Regions from separate parts of the Mus musculus genome. Here region 1 is linked to region 2. The links are chromatin contacts, called in public HiChIP or PLAC-seq maps. All regions are on one chromosome and are shown on one strand. Each heading gives the region's core, a stretch centred on a gene start, on an enhancer-like site or on the middle of the called end of the contact. The rest is flanking DNA. Distances are from core to core; before and after follow the strand shown.

Evidence for each region. HiChIP or PLAC-seq counts read pairs in DNA pulled down with a chosen protein or histone mark.
Region 1: a contact with region 2 is called in an H3K4me3 HiChIP or PLAC-seq map of embryonic stem cells, with 6 times the contacts expected there. The contact joins the promoter of Asah1 here to the promoter of Micu3 in region 2. A contact is called at or near these places in 1 of 39 promoter capture datasets (liver), 1 of 115 datasets of contacts at active chromatin or transcription factors (embryonic stem cells) and 2 of 9 other capture datasets (adipose tissue and pancreatic islet).

The regions. Positions count from the first base shown.
Region 1 is chr8:41,372,817-41,377,657 of GRCm38.p6, reverse strand. It overlaps Asah1 (N-acylsphingosine amidohydrolase 1), which reads left to right and starts at 2,961. Exons shown (of 14, transcript NM_019734.3): 1 at 2,961-3,148. The coding sequence starts at 3,074.
Region 2 is chr8:40,305,315-40,309,998 of GRCm38.p6, reverse strand. Micu3 (mitochondrial calcium uptake family, member 3) reads right to left here and starts at 1,976. Exons shown (of 15, transcript NM_030110.2): 1 at 1,589-1,976. The coding sequence starts at 1,948. It overlaps Mir7666 (microRNA 7666), which reads left to right and starts at 2,070; the gene lies at 2,070-2,124.

The sequences.
Region 1 (4,841 bases), core at 1,712-4,211, 1.1 Mb before region 2:
GTTTCCTATAACCACACATCTTGATTTGACTTTCTGTAGCATTGGGAATTGAGTAGATTTTTAAAAAGGTTAGACACCTGTAATATTAGCAACTTGAAAGGCTGAGTAAATTCTAGTCCAACCTAGTGAGACCTTGCCTCAAAATGTAAGAGAGGGCTAGGATAGAAGTCATTAATGTGAACTTTTGTAGCATTTGCAAAGCCCTATGTTCACTGCACACTCAAAAAAAATAAAATAAAAGCTATGTGTCTGTGTTTGTGTGTGTGTGCGCGCACATATTGCGGTGAGGCAAGACATACATAATATGATATACTATTAAGAAAGTAGATTTAAGTTTTAATTTATCTGAAAAGAAAAGAATCAACGTGTATAGTAGGCTTTGAAAGTTATTTATATGAAGATGGTTTATAAGGTTATCATGCCAATTCATGTGAACTTTCTTTACAAAGCATCTAAGTTTGTTAGATCAACTAACTACAAAATACTATTTCATAAATAAAAGATACGTTTGGTGACATGTTGAAAATGCTCTCAATAGTAACTTAGGTGAATTAATCAATTAGCCATTTGATATGGTAATAGATATGTAAAATTGGGATACTCTACTTCTGATAGACTTACTTTAAGCTTCATAGAAATTCAGCAGGTTCATCATTGACCATATGTATTCAGCATTCTAAATATTCCCAGAGGAAAGGCCCAGTCCTTACAGTGGCTCTTGTCTTTAATCTGCTTTGCTTCCTTTATCTCTGACCTAACTTATTTCTCCCTCATTCCTCAGAGGCTGCCACATGGGCTTTTCTAGTGTAGCTGAACATAGTGTACACTTTAAAAAAAAATAACAATCTTGTCTCTGTCTAATGTCCTTGGTCTTTTGTTACTATTTTGTTTTATCTCCTAAAAATGCTTTCACTTTGAAAGCATTTAAAAGGATATACATTATTTTCTCAGTTTTTGGTTAGCATGAAGAAATGAGCATGAAAGTCTTAAAGTAGCTAAACTTAGTACTATAATTTAAAAAACCGAGTCGTAGCATTTCACTTGCTAAAGATGTGTTAACGTATACATAAAGCATGAAATGTATAGTTATGCAGGACAGCCTAGTGCTTTGATGTGTAATCTGCAAAGTGTAATCTTTCCACCAGAATAAGCATAACTTGAAACATGTATCACTTTATGGTGCAAAGCTTTTGTTCAGTCACAGTCTCCCTAGTCTACCTTTGCACTACAGAGCCCCTGTCTCCCTCCAGGATGCGCATCCTCCTGCGCATCCATCAGACTAATTCTACCACTTACTGTTCAGACCTCCTCTTTTCAATCATGTCTTCCCTGCCTGCATGTTAAAAATTCCAATCCCCTTCCTAGCTTCTACATTCTTCTACTCCTTGCCCGACCTCCCCCCATCCCCCAACATTTACAGCTTTTGCTTGCTATTTTACAGATGAACCTCACATGCCTGGTGTTTGCTATTTCCCATCTAGTAAGTTTCATAAGGGAAGAACTTTGTGCCTTTTTGTTGCTTCCTCAAACTCTGCATCAGAGACCTGATATATTCTGTTTTGTTTTATTTTGGAGATGAAATCTTGCTATCTTGTCTAGGCAGGTTTGAAACGCCAGAGTCAGTGACTGAAGACAGCTTTCTGCCTCAGGTTGCTGTCTAAAACAGTCCTCAGTGTCCCCCTTCAAAAAGTAAGTATTTTCCAATCTTGCTTACCTAAGTAAGATTTCTTTTTTTGTTTGTTTGTTTTTTTTTGTTTTGTTTTGTTGTTGTTGTTGTTGTTTTTTTTTTTTTTTTGAGACAGGGTTTCTCTGTATAGTCTTGGCTGTCCTGGAACTCAATTTGTAGACCAGGCTGGCCTTGAACTCAGAAATCCGCCTGTCTCTGCCTCCCAAGTGCTGAGATTAAAGGCACGCGCCACCACCGCCCGGCCCTCTAAGTGTTTCTTAATCCTGTGTTGTGTATCAACATCTAAACTTCCTCAAAAACAAACAAACAAAAAACAAACAAACAAAAGCCAACTTATTTATCATTTGCCTCCAAATTTAGGTGTTTTTTACACCAAAAAGGAAAAATACTCGGATCCCCAGCACAGGAGTCGGGGGTGAGAATTAAAATAGGATTTTAATGGTCCTGAGTGAGTTTTATAGAAGCATTTTTTTAAAAGCCTCCAAACTTCTTGAGATGCCTGTCGTCGAAGCAGAAAATGTAAATCTAGAGGCATTTTTTTCCTGTTGGATTCTAGATAACTCATCCTATTATGGAGAGCCTTGTCCAAGGTAAAAGCCAAGCAAGTATTTCACTTTTATCTGCTTTTCAAAGTAGACTATGAAGTACCAAGTACCTGTCCTAGGTTTAGGTCCGCTGGACCAACTGGCTTCTCACGAGCTAAAGGAAAACAGGAGTTGAGTAACGCGGCGACAAATACATCGATGAAGGTCCCACCCCTTCAACCTCTCCAACCCCGGACATAACAGCAAGAAACTAAAATCTAAATCCTAGGATTTAGCAGTGCCTTAAGTACCTAGAGTACCCGAGAGATGAAACTTCTGACCCTGACACTTGTCCTCTCTGGTTGTGATCCCTCGGGCAGGATGGATGGATTGAGTGACTCACTTGGAGCCAGCCTTCCCCAGAAGGCAAACTAGGTCTGACGCTATGCTCTGAAACTCTGTCCCTTTGGTGGGCTCAGGAACCGCGACGCCTAGGAGCCAACCTCTCCCGAGTCAGTCGGCGTCCGCCCTCAGAAATCCTCCAGCACCAGCGTCTTGCCCCGGCCCCCGCGCTCCAAACGAGTGAAGGCCAGAGGAAAACTGGAAGTCCCGCCCCGGGGTGCGGCTAAGGCTGGACGAAACCACTGCGTGGCGTGCTGGGGGCGCAGCCCCTCTCGGCCCTGTGCGCGGACTCCGCTCTAGGGACTCGGCCCGGCGCCTCTATCTCTGGCGTGTCCCCTGCCGTGCATGGTGTGGCCCAGGGTCGCTGATCACGCGTTGGGGTGCGGCCTGCTGCTGGTGGAGGTGGTCCCTGCTGCAGCTGCTGCTAGAGTCCCTCGGAGCGGCGCTTGCAGCTGGGAAGATGCGGGGCCAAAGTCTTCTCACCTGGGTCCTAGCCGCGGCAGTCACCTGCGCCCAGGCACAGGATGTGCCGCCGGTGGGTGAGCTCCAGCCGAGGCACAGATGGGGGTGCAGGCGCGGGCTCAGGGGGAGGTGGGCGCAGCTGTGGCGGGGCGGGTGAGGGACACCTGCTCGCGGTCTGTATCTTCCGTGAGGCGTCGGGGGAACTCTGGTTCGGTCCCGCGGAGTATGGGTGCAAATGTGGCTTGTGAACCCCGGGCTAAGTGGCTTTGCTGCTGTATGGACCGAGTACACATTTTAGGGAAGTTCTAACTTTCAAGAACAACTGTGTAGGATTCACGCATTCTCCAATCTTATATTTGAGATTACCAGCTACTGTAGGCGGAACTCTCCAGAGAAAAAGCTAACGATTGACTGGTGGCCGTAGTATTTTCTGCCTGGTTACCTAGTGCTTTTTCCTGAAGAAACCATCGCAGGAAGCTATGGGTCACATGCAGTCTTAGCCCAGATGATGGGAACCCACCCCCACCCCGCCCCCCTAAGAAGGCTGTACTGGCTGTGGCCTTCACGCCCAGGCATGGAATGTCTGTCTGTACCGTGGTGCTGCTCGACCAAGTCACAATGCCACAGACTTTATATATCCGCAAGAGACTGTGAGGAACTAACATGATTCTTGTATTTACTAGAAGAGGAAGTATAGCCCTGGAGTGAAAAATGTAGCCAGAGGTCACATCGTTGTTCCCAGAAACATTTCTAAGTTCAGCCTCTAGGTCAAAGCCCGACAGCGACATTTCATAGATCGATTCTATAAAGGCTATAGAATTGAAGACTGTTTTGTTGCCAGATTTGATAACTAGGAACCTGGATGCACCTTACCTGTGCCAGATGACAAGAATTTTGAAAAGAGGCAAGACATTGGAAATGGGAGCAGCAGGAGTTCTTTTAATTTTATTCCTAGAAGGAGAAATGCTTTTTTGAATTTGAGAGAGAGAGAGAGAGAGAGAAAATTAGCCAGCCACTAGAATAGATACTTAGTAGATAAAAGTAGAATGCACATCAGGGCAGAGGGTGGCACACGCCTTTAAATCCCAGCACTTGGGAGATAGAGGTAGGCGAATGTTCTAGGACAACAATGGACACAGAGAAACCTTGTCTGAAAAACACCACACAACACAAAGTAGAATGCAGAATGGTATACAGAGTAATTTCAGTGACCAAAACCCACATAGTATGTACAAAAGATTGAAGGAAGAGCAAAACGTTTGCTCTAGTGTAGATAAAGAATTGATTTACCAAACTTGGTTGGGATTGTAAGAATTGTTGAAGAATTAAGTATTTTGATAGCTTGTGCCTTTTTGCCCAAAGATTACCAAAGGACACATAATGGTTGAGCAAACTAGGTCTAGTGTTTGATGTGAGGGACTGATATAGACCTTTTCAACCGTGGGTTAAGTAACAACAAATTCTAAACAAAATACTTGGAGAATTTGAGTGTAACCCAGGATTTGTTGTAGAGAGTAGAAGCAGAGCATCCTTTGATTTAGCAAGAGATGCTGTTCTGAGTTACACAGTGTGTAACTCTTTATCAGTGTGTAGACACAATCATGATACAAGCTTGCTTTGTCTCACTTTGTCTCTGCGGTACTTAATTCCTCTTTGTGTCCAAGAGCAGAACACAAGTCCATGGGGTCCTATAGGCCTGTAAGGTGTTAATGTGCAGCTATGAACTCAGAGCAGTTTCATGTCCTTAGAGCTGTTATTTTTGTGTT
Region 2 (4,684 bases), core at 727-3,226:
AAATTGTATGCAGATGAAACAATACTAATGTAAGTAAATACTAATAGACAATAAAGGACCTAGGGAGGCTAGTCTGGCTGTGATAGACCACTATGCAGCATGCATGATGTCCTGGACTTGGCCACTAGTAACATAAAAAGAAACAAAACCACAAAATAAATGAATAAAGGCAAAGCGGACAAATGTTTACTACGCAGGAGGTGGTCCATTCTGTTCCAGATCTATTAACTTAGTTAACGCCCACAGTGTTGTTGAGTCAGAGTCTAGCTTTCAGAGCACTCATGGAACCACGTGATCCAGTTTCTCCAATTTAAAGGTAACGTTCATTTTTAAAAGGGAGGAAAGAAAACACTATTTGCATGTTCCCTACCTCATTAATCTGTTTCCAGACCAACTCCAGTTGACTAAAAGTTCTCACGTGGTCAAAAGACAAATGTCATGCTACTCTCCTAAGCCACAAAATAGCATGTCTGTATGTGTGGGGTTGAAGGCTGACAGTGTTTGCTAGTACTTGATTATTTATTTGTATAAAAGTACTTTACACAGCGTGCGTGTCATTTATCACTAAGCAAAGGTGGATAGCAGAGATCCCCTAACCTAAATGCACTGCCAACCTGGATCCAAAACATACACAAGAAGCTGGGTACTTGTACATGGCCACTACAGACCTACATACAGGAGAAAAAAAATACAAAATTTCATTAAGGTTAAAAGGGGCACTATTTCACCCAATCTTGTCATATCCTTTTAGTCTTGATGTAGAAATATTCCCTAGGCTAATTCTTGAAGTCATTTACATGACAATTAAACAGAGAACAGTGTGTGTTGGAGTGGAGTGGGGGGGGTAGGGGGACACAGGACACATCCCTTACTCTTCTTGCCTTAACAGTCTTTACCTTATATCAGAACTACATTGTAGCTCAACGTTTTTATATGATACTTCTGCAGTTAGCTTCACTCATAGTTTCCCACCTTTCATGACCTCTCTTCCTGTTTGTTCTAACCTATCATGTCAGGGATTCTGGGTTTATTGAGAGAAAGAGAAAGAGAGGTGTACTACTTTTGAGTAACGTTTCCCTTCCCAGTATAGCAACACCTCTCTTGGGACTGCTGTACACTAATTGGCAGACTCCAATATCTAAAGAAGCCTTCAGAATGCATCCAGCACTCGCTTCCAGGAATATTTGCTCTTGCTGTCTCTCACTCATCACTTACTTCTTCGTGTTTATGCCTGTCAAGTCCTTTAGTTGTGACACTGTGTGTCGTGGGGTGGGGTGTCTGGTTTGTATTTGGTTGCTCGACGGTAGCTGCAGCAACCAGAACGGTGCTGAGGCATGAGTGACAGCATCATCTTCATCTCTCCCAGAGCATCCTAGTGCACAGAGACGTGCCTGGCGTGGATCTACGCTGCTCACTGGAGGTTCCTCACTCTCTGTTACAGGAGCTCGCAGTGCTTCCACAACCTCCACTGTCAAGTGTCAGTCAAGTGTCACCGCGACCCCCAAGCCCTCCCTGGGCAGGTGGCACACCTGGCAGTCCAGCCCTCTGGCGTCACCTGCGCGGTGCGCGCACGCGCTCAGGCACTTACCGTCTCCTTGGCAGCAGCCACCGGGATGGGCAGCAGCCCCCTGCCGCGGGGCGGGTCCTCGAGTTCCGGGGCCGCTAGCTCCGAGGGGTCGGCTCTGGGGTCCCCATACAGCTGGTAGCACACAAGGCCGACCAGCCCCCCGCCAGCCGCCGCCGCGATGCTCAGCTCGCCCCAGCGTCGCCGCCGCCACGCCGCCTCCGCGACGGCCCCCTCGTCCTCCTCCCGGCAGGAGAAGGGCCGGCCCGACATCCCGGGAGCCGTCCCCGCAGGCCGCCCCCACGGTGAGAGGAAGGGCTGCTGAGGGGCGAGCGCCGGCGACAGCCGAGGCGGCGGCCACAGGAACCTCCGCAGCGCAGCCATAGCGGGAGCTGCGGGCCGGGCCGAGCCGAGCCGAGGGGACGGAGGGGGGCGGGAGGGGCGGGCCGAAATCTCGCGAGAAGTCGGCGCGGTGCTGGAGCTCGGAGCGGACCCGCGGTCCTCCGTAGCCCGGGCGGTGCTTCCCCGAGAGTCGCCGTGGGATGCAGCGCACGGGCGAGAGAAGCTCCAAAGCTTCCCAAGTCCAGGCTGTTCTCCTTCCTGCTTCCTCAGCCCAGCCACGCCGTGGTAGAGGACGGCGCCCGTAACCACGGCTGTGGGCAAGGGACCCCCAACCCTGGGGAACCGCTGGGAGGCGGAACTCCAGGAGCCGAGCTGCGGGGTGACCCGGCGCCCCTCCAAGACAGGCCGCGCTGCTCTGGGTGCCCTGCTCGGTGCCGAATTCTCTGATGCTCCGAGCGCTTTGTGGTTGCGTGCAGACCGTTGCTTCAATCATAAAGTCTGCAGTTCTGAATGAATATTTTTGGACTCCATAAGGCTGGCTTCTGGACTTTGGGCAAGGACAGGCTAATGATTTATAGTTAGTGTTAATATTTTTTAGGAACTACTAGTATGTGTATGTGACATTACTCAGTTCAATAAAACCGTCAAATATGTGAAACAACGGGTTTTCATCATTCTTATGACTCAATTGTGTGTGTGGGTGACTGATGGTATAAATGTAACTGAGAAGTGCAGTGTGCCCTCTTTTATGCACGTTATACAGTGTGTGTGTGTGTGTGTGTGTGTGTGTGTGTGTGTGTGTGTACACGTTGCCAGCATCAGCTTTACTGACTGAGTTATGCCTGCATTGCTCTTTGTGTGGAACGGTGCCAGGAACCCCTGAAAAGTTTCAGATCTAGAAGGATAGTCAGCAACATCCAAGTTTAATTGCTTGGTTTTCTGGCCTATATCCTACTATGTCTGTCCCTCACCCCTTATCTTCAAGTAACCCATTATATATGCTGTGTTACGTTTTGCTTTAATAGAGATTAATACAGTTTTACTTCCTTAAAGCTCCTAAAAATGGTAAAAAAGATATCTGTGACATATAAGGACAGTATCTATTTTAGGTTATCTGTTTTCCACTGAAGCCTGTTAATTCCACTAGCATGACTTATGGCAGCTCCATACTTTCCCAGGAATTTTTTTTTTGTCGTCTCTGATTTCAAACATTTTTAGGCATTTAGTTCCCTAAGGTATGCATGTATAAGTGTGTGTGTGTGTGTGTGTGTGTGTGTGTGTGTGTGTGTGTGTGTGTGTGTGTGTGGCGATGTGTGTGTACCATAGGTCCTCTAAACTTGTCTTTGACCTGAGCACAATTTCCTGGTATTTTTATAATATTCCAACATGGACTATTACCAGAAATCTTGGACAGACTAGATTTTTATTCATGGCACTTAAAAAGCTAAGAAGCTATAAAGAGAAATAGGAAAGTAATACATACTGTCATTACAATGGTATGTATATGACATATGCACATAGTTATTTTTTTCAATCATAATTTATAGGCCATATTTCTATTTTCTCTGGGGAGAAGCCAAATTCAGCTGTAAGAAGTACAGAGTTCTACAGAGTATTCAAATGTAGATTAAAATGTCTCATGCGCAGAAATTATTGAACTTTCCGTACTTTCTTTCTTTGAAACCCAAACTCTGTTAAGAATAATCATTGTTTTCTCCCCAAGTTATCTGCTCTGTGGCAGTTGCTACAGAAAAATAGCCAAATTGCTATGCTATCTGGAAATTTTTTAAGTTTAATTCCCAAAGTGATTTTAAAAACAAAACAAAACATGGTATTAGGAATTTGGTACTTCTTGAAACTTCAGGTAAGTATAGATTCAGCCTAAATTTTATTCCTCACTTGGATCAATTCTAAAGAGATCAGCGATTCCCCTCCACCCCTGCTTCACAGTGAAACTCAAAATAGTCAAAGAAGCAGTCACTTGCATTCATTCACTATTGTCTAAGTGAAAAAGAATGTTCTGGAAAACATACAAGAATTAACCCAGAAATGATTCTCCAGAAATGGGTGTACTTATACAACTAGTAATCACAGGCTAGAGACCTGGCCTTTCATCCTGACTGTATAGCAACTATTATAATGTCTCAGAGGCCACAGTTTCAAATACATATATATCAGGGCTATATATGCCTCATGGATCTCTTTCATTCATTCATATATATATATATATATATATATATATATATATATATATATATAATAGCATTTGGGTTTTTTCCAATTCTACAGCACATAGTATCTCTCACATCTTATCTCTTCAAATCTGCAATTGTCCTACTTGCTTTGTGTTTTCAACTTAGAAACTGCAACTCCTGACCTAGTGATGTTAGTCTTTTGCTAGCTGCCATCTTGCAAATAAGAGAATAACCTTTGTTTGTTGACAATGTGGACTCATCAGGAACAACTTAACAGAACTCCTGTAGTAGCTTACCATTTGTCTTAGTCTGCACCCGAGCTCCCAAAGCCTGAGTAGCTATAAGAGAGGCATATGCCCTGATTTGTGCATGCTATTCACACACACAGACACACAGACACACAGACACACACACACACACACACACACACACACACACACACACACGGTTCCCTCAGTCCTGACAACAGCAGCAGGACCGTGACAAACTTCTAAATCTTCCTTTTGAGGACCTTTGTCCCAACCATTACCCCAGAACATTTATGTATCCCATCCCCGCCACATGTCACAGGACATCAATAGTG